2 separate regions of the Zea mays genome follow, and region 1 is linked to region 2. Evidence: chromatin contacts called from public Hi-C data. All regions are on one chromosome and are shown on one strand. The core of a region is the stretch at or near the end of the contact, and the rest is flanking DNA. Distances in the headings are between cores, read along the strand shown. Region 1 holds the start of LOC100273845 (protein SOF1). Region 2 holds the start of LOC103644331 (protein Brevis radix-like 4).

Region 1 (3,515 bases), core at 949-3,448, 130 kb after region 2:
TCAATCTCATGGTGTTCTCCCATAGCCTCTGCCGTGTAGCTAATTGGTGCTTATATTATAAACACAAAATAATAGCCCAAAATTTGGCTCCTGTTTTAGTAGCAACTAGCTAAAAACTAACAAATGCTACTCCATATAATCTTCCCCAAGATTTGCATAGATATAATATTCTTTTGTTCATGATGCAGTAGCTACAGTAAGAGTACTTGTGTTGAGCTGCTTGCCATGCCCAATGCAGATATACTTGTATTATAAGGTTTATAAGGGATGTGTTTTAGTATAATCTTCCAACCCAAATAGTGGTCATGAAAACAAGTACTCATATATGTTTCACTATCTCTCACGCAATAACACAACAAAATATCTCGTGGTTAACGAATGCACTAAGTGAAATATTAAAATGAAACCATACAAGTCAATTACATACTAATTTGTAAAGTAACAAACCTGAAAAACAGTTCTGAAGGATCCATGACCTACCACCCGCTCATCCATGTAACTAATAGTCAGCAGTGCACATATATATACATCAGTAATTTGAAAGAAAGGGATCTTCAGTTCTCTACAATAACATGTCATATGTTTTTTGGGGGTTAAAATACCTGCTTTGTCTACCCATTTCTCCCATCAATGCTGGTCATTATGATATGACCAGGCTCCGCCCTGTTGCCATTGACTACAATATCTTTGACGTCCTGCATTGTTTTTCAAACAAAAACAAAATACAAATACAAACTGAGCACCCACCAGAAAGCAATAATTGATGGAACATTTGGGGGACATGAGATTACTTTATCATCCCTTATGCTCATAATGTTCAACTCGTTGGGAAGAGGATCAGTGTCACTGCTAGAACTTGTGCCATTCTGAAATCCCAAAGAAGAGTGTGCCACACCCATATTCACTATATTTGTTGAACCCAGAGGCAAACCAAGAAAAAATGTAAAAGTTGCACTTTTTCTAACAAAAGCAACAAATATTGGAGCTTAAATTGTCGAATTATTGGCGAACTGACAAAGTAAATTACACACCCCGTGTACCAGTTACATGTTCTTATCAGTTTAGTTGCTCTGTTTGAAATGATAAACAGCAATTAAACTAATATGTCCTACAGAATCAGGAGAGCATTAAGGAGCCATTGCCCCCTGCGCTGCGCGCTTCCGGCGGCCGCAGCGGGATTCGCCTCGCCGATTATGGAGGTCTTATGTGTTCAGAATTCAATTTTCAGCTGGACAGGACTGCGGCTGCGTGCAGACCACGGCGCACAACTTGCTTGCCGCGGTTGCAAAAGGTGAACGGCTCGAGATGGGATTGCGCTGCCCAGACAAGAAAACGTGTGGATGAAGCAAAAAAAAGCTGAAGAACCAGAGGAGCAGGTCCATACTTCATCTATAACAGCAAGAAATACAAGATATTACCTGCACCCATTCAAACATGCAGCAACAGACGCAGAATTCTTGCGTCTCGGTCGCTAGCGCGCAATCTGCCGCCGCCGCTAATATATTGCAAACGAGGCAGCAGTTTGTGGCCGTGGGACCGAAGCCAACGAGGCAGCGGTTCGTGGCCGCCGCGCTCGCGAAGCCGTCTGTGTCGGTGCCGACCACCTGCGAGCACATGTACGACGTCGAGCTCGTTGGCGAGTGTGCGGCCGGCAAGGTTGGCATGGAAGGCGGCAGGCCAGTCCAGGTGGGTGATGTAGCGGAGGAGGACATCGACGATGACGACGTCTACCGCAGAGCGGTGCGCGTAGTTGAACCCCATGGCGTCTAGAGCCGCGATAGGTGCGTGCAGTCGAACCCCATGGCCTCCGGCATTTTGAGGATGGCGGCAGTCGCAGATCCCGGTTGGGGGGAGCAGGGGCGGCGGGAGGGGGAGCGCGTGGGGGCGAGCGGGTGCGGCGTGCGGCGTCTGCGCGGCGCCTGTCGCGGCGGAGAGGCAGGTCGTGCGGCCGGTTCGGGCGGGGGATTCGTCGTGGGCAGGAGGGGAATCGCGGCGGGGGCAGTCGTGCACGGGATTCGCGACGTGCGTGGTAGGCTGCTGAGGCGGGGGCAGTCTACACTGTACCCTTAATAGTTAGTAGAGATTAGTTCGAAATAGAAGGTAGGGACTGAGACTGTGACTGGTACAACCGTACAGGCTGCTGGGCCGTGTGAAAAGCCGGGAGTAGAGAAGCCCTCGTTCGACTAACGTCTACTTCTGTGATTTCCCCCGGCGGCGTTGGGCGCTGGTTTAGGAGACGAAAAGGCGGCGCGCGGCGGAAAACCCTAGCTTAGCTCCTCTCCGGCGTCAAGTGCTCTCCGGTTTGAGGGCGCGATGAGGGTGAAGGTGATTTCGCGTTCCACCGACGACTACACGCGCGAGCGCAGCCAGGACCTGCAGGTAGGCGACCCCTGTCGCGACTGCGATTCTGCTGACACCACTGTCGTGGTCACCCGGCTTCTCGTTGTTGTAGAGTACAATTCTATGCTATCCTTTTAGTTTGTTGGATCCCACTTCCAACGCCGGTTGGAGCCTTTGCCCAACCGCATGACAATCATTTAGCCATCGATGAAATTTTACCTCAATCCACCTCTGACATTCCGAAACGCACTCGTTGGTCTCAACAGAAAGTATTCCGCAACTATGATCCAGCGCTTCGTAGTCAAGAGAAAGCTGTTGAGTATACTCGGGCACTCAATGCTGCCAAGTTAGAGAAGGTATGCCGCTTCTCCCTTCCCCGTATTCATGTTTTGTTTCTTTACTTTCTGTTTGAGGCGATGCCTTTTATGCTCTACTTGTCCAGATATTTGCTAAGCCATTTATCGGAGCTATGGATGGGCATATTGACGCGGTATCGTGCATGGCCAAAAACCCCAATCATTTGAAAGCAATATTTTCTGGTTCAATGGATGGAGGTGAGTGCCTATTTCTCGACTAGCTTTTGTCTTATTGACTATGTTTTCACAATATTATCTGCTGCTTGGTAAATTGCATCAGTCGCCTATATGATCACAAGTACACACAACAGATTTATGGTTTTGTAACTTTAAGGGGCGGCCTTGTTGGTGATACTAATGTAAGGATGTATTCCTGAGTTCGTTTGCATCTTTGTAATTGGCTAGCTGCTTCAAGTGAGCTACTGTTATGCTTCTCCTTTACAGACAATCTTCCAGTCCTCATCTTCTAATTATGTACTGGTTCGGTGACATTTTTGCATTAATGGAAATGATAGTTGGTTGTTATTATAAAACAAAAGGCCATATTTCCCTGAATTTATCTGTGAGGGCTCTTAAACATGCATTTCACTTCCTTATTATCAGGATCTGCTATTGTATGAAAATTTGCAACCTGATAGATTTAATTTAACCACTCCTTAAGCGCTGAAACATGGTCCATCGTCTTCATTTTTTTATGTTTTTTATCCATGTTTTACCTTCATCCTTCAATCAACTTGAAACTTGAATAATAATTGTAAAATTCACCTTTCTGTTTTTTTGGCAGATGTTCGCCTTTGGGATATTGCTGCGAGGTACTGC
Region 2 (3,219 bases), core at 598-3,097:
AAAAACAGATTTTTACGCAGTCTACCACAATGCATAAATACCTTCACTGTGTATTATAATTAGTATCGGTATATATCATAAACTGGTTCTAACGAGTCTAGATGCATGGTTGATGGAGAGATCCCAAATAACGGAAGGTGTCCTTCTTTAGTACTATCTGGCCTCCCAAACTTACATCTACCAAAGTCACATGTCATATACTCGGTTTTGGTCATGCTAATTATAAATCCTTTTGACTATAGGGTCTGACGCCATAACTCTAGCTTTCTATTTACTCCTTCTCGGCTTTCATCTAATAGAACTACATCATCAACGATGTGCAAGTACTGATCTATCACTAATAAAGCATACACCAGGGATATCTCCTTATATATCCCTCGTGACCTCATCTATCACTAAGGCAAATAGATAAGGGCTCAAAGTTGAACCTTTATATAGTCATATGTTAATCGGGAAAACATTTGTATCACCATCAGTTGTTCGGACACTAGTCACAGCTTTGTCATACATGTCCTTGATGAGCATAATATACTTTGTTGGGACTTTATGCTTATCCAATGCCCACCACATGAGATTCCTAGGTATTTTATCATATGCCATTTCCAAGTCAATAAAAACCATGTGCAAGTACTTCTTCCGCTCCTTATATCGCTCAATGTTCTGCCTTATTAAGAAAATTGCTTGCATGGTTGACCTTACATGCATGAATCCAAATTCATTCATGGTGATATGCGTCATTCCTCTCAGACGATGCCTAATAACTATCTCCCATAGCTTCATAGTGTGGCTCATGAGCTTAATCTCTCGATAGTTGGTACAACTTTGAATATCTCCCTTGTTCTTGAAGATTGGTACTAATGTACTCCTCATCCACTCATCGGACATCCTGTTTGATCGAAAAATATGGTTGAACAACTTGGTTAGCCAAACGATAGCAATATTCCAAGGCATTTTCACATCTCTATTAGGATACCATCCAGGCCCATCACCTTGCCCCATTTCATCCTCTTTAAAGCTTCTTTGACCTCTGATTCTTGGATCCTGCGTACAAAGCATCTATTTAAATCATTAAATGAGTCATCCAATTGGATGTCCATAGTCTCATTCCCACCATTAAAAAGATTGTCAAAATACATCTGCCACCTCTATTTGATGTCTTGTCCTTTCACCAAGAGTTGATCCATCTCATCCTTAATTCATTTAACTTGGTTGAGGTCCCTCGTCTTCCTTTCTCGAATCGTAGCTATCTTATAGACATCTTTCTCCCCCTTTCTTTGCACTTAGTCTTTGGTAAAGATCATCATAGTAGTTTCGACCCTTTATGCCTGATTCATAGCTCGCTTTGCAGTCTTCTTTGCCACCTTATATTACCCCTCTATGTTGACCTCGCTCCTGTCATGGAACAATCTCCTGTAACATTATTTCTTATGCTTTTATTGTCTTTTGAACATCCTCGGTCCACCATCAAGTATCCTTAGATTAATCGCCCCTCCCTTTGGTCACTCCAAACACCTCTGGCGCCACCTTTCTAATACAAGTTGCCACCTTCCTAACAAAGATGGAGTACAATATTGATTTGTTCTTAATATTTTTCAGCGGAAAGCATAATTTATTAATGAAGCCTTACTAATTAATTATAGATTGTTTTTTTTCTCGAATATGAAACTCCATACATATCATGATTGGAAGCACCCGCGCTTCCACTGCAATCCTAGCTCCTGTTGGTGAGTTCCCCAGGCCCACGTAGATTTTTTATTATTATTTTTGGTGCGCATTCCGTCGCTTGCTGTAGCTGCACCTACTAGTGTGAGTGTGTATATATATCCTATCCAAACTTCCAAAGGAGCTGAGCTGAGCTGAGGTAGCCCGAGCTCGGCCGGTCGCCGCCGTACCGTACCAGTTGCAGCTCGCTAGGATCCAGCGCATGTTTCCATTGTCCCACTTCCATATATATATAAATAACACTACTGTGGCTAGTCGTCGTCTTCCCCGGACGACCCCCGGCCGGCCGGAGAGCGCGCCGCCGTGCTTTCTTCCTGCGGTGGTGGCGCGCGTATACATCGTCGACTCTTGACGAGCTGAGGGCGTACACACAGCTAGCATACATACACACAAAGCCCAGCAGCAGGTAGTCTAGCCAATCAAACAAGCGTCGTTTCGTACCGGGAGGCCGGCCGGCCGCGCGCGGAGAAGATGCTGTCCTGCATCGCGTGCGTCAATAAGGAAGAAGACGGCGGCCGGGACCGCGAGGAGCATGGCGGCGACACCCCGAGCTGCAGAGACCCCGTGAAGTCACTCACCTCCCAGGTGCGTAGTACGTACTACGTCCAGCTCCAGAGCTCCTCCTCCTTGGCACCCACCATAGCTGATAGCTCGCTCTCATCTCTCCGGTTGTGGGTTACGGACTTACGGTTACGACGTGCGCTGCGCTGATGCGTCCTAGCTAGCTACTATACGATCCGTACCGTACGTCGCTGCAGGTAGACAGTACCGAGTAGGACATTCATTCCATGCATGGCAGCAACAGTGCCCCCGAAACAGGCGACATGGATCCATCGTCCGGCGGCGTTGGCCCCTAGGCAAGCTCCCCCCGGACAGCACAGCCACAGCCACCACCAGCCATGGACGAGACGAGATCCATCTATCCACCATTCCACCCACCATACTATACAGTACAGCGTGATCGGTCATGATCGGTGGGCGCGGCGACCGAGGAGAGGACAGCCATGGCCATGGGGGATGGGAATGAGGATGATGATGGGATGAGCGCCGCGCGCGCGTGTCGGCACACAGAATCATGCCCAGTTGGCCCACCTTACACTCGCATGGATTGGATACTGGTGGTATGCATTGACGATACTGTTGCTTTGTTCTTTAATCGGAGGAGGGGGAGAAGAAGCAGACGCAGACAGCGTAGTAGTACGGAGTAGCAGTCTAGCACCTTTCGCTTTGTGTCATTATTCCCTTCCCCTTCCCTTGGGGGAAGAGAACGAAGGACGCACTTCAATTAATTAATATAAAGAAGCTTTTGTTTTTCAGCTCAAACCCTCATTGCATTGCCTTGTACTAATACAAGTATCTTTGCTGTTTGTTTGTTTTTTCTTCTAGCATTTGCATTTCCCCTTTTCTTTTCCTTTTTCTTTTTGTTTTTTTTGGGGTCAGTAAAGCATGCATGTTATATGTCCACAGGTGAGATTTGATACTATAGTTCTGTTCTGT

Evidence for each region. A called contact is a pair of places that touch in the nucleus more often than the background predicts.
Region 1: a Hi-C map of tassel shows a contact between it and region 2, with 2.4 times the contacts expected there. The contact joins the promoter of LOC100273845 here to the promoter of LOC103644331 in region 2. A contact is called at or near these places in 2 of 25 Hi-C or Micro-C datasets (leaf and tassel).

The regions. Positions count from the first base shown.
Region 1 is chr1:306,107,888-306,111,402 of Zm-B73-REFERENCE-NAM-5.0, forward strand. LOC100273845 (protein SOF1) reads left to right here and starts at 2,199. Exons shown (of 17, transcript NM_001148244.1): 1 at 2,199-2,379; 2 at 2,607-2,696; 3 at 2,783-2,894; 4 at 3,481-3,508. The coding sequence starts at 2,314.
Region 2 is chr1:305,976,716-305,979,934 of Zm-B73-REFERENCE-NAM-5.0, forward strand. It overlaps LOC103644331 (protein Brevis radix-like 4), which reads left to right and starts at 1,848. Exons shown (of 5, transcript XM_008667542.4): 1 at 1,848-2,307. The coding sequence starts at 2,194.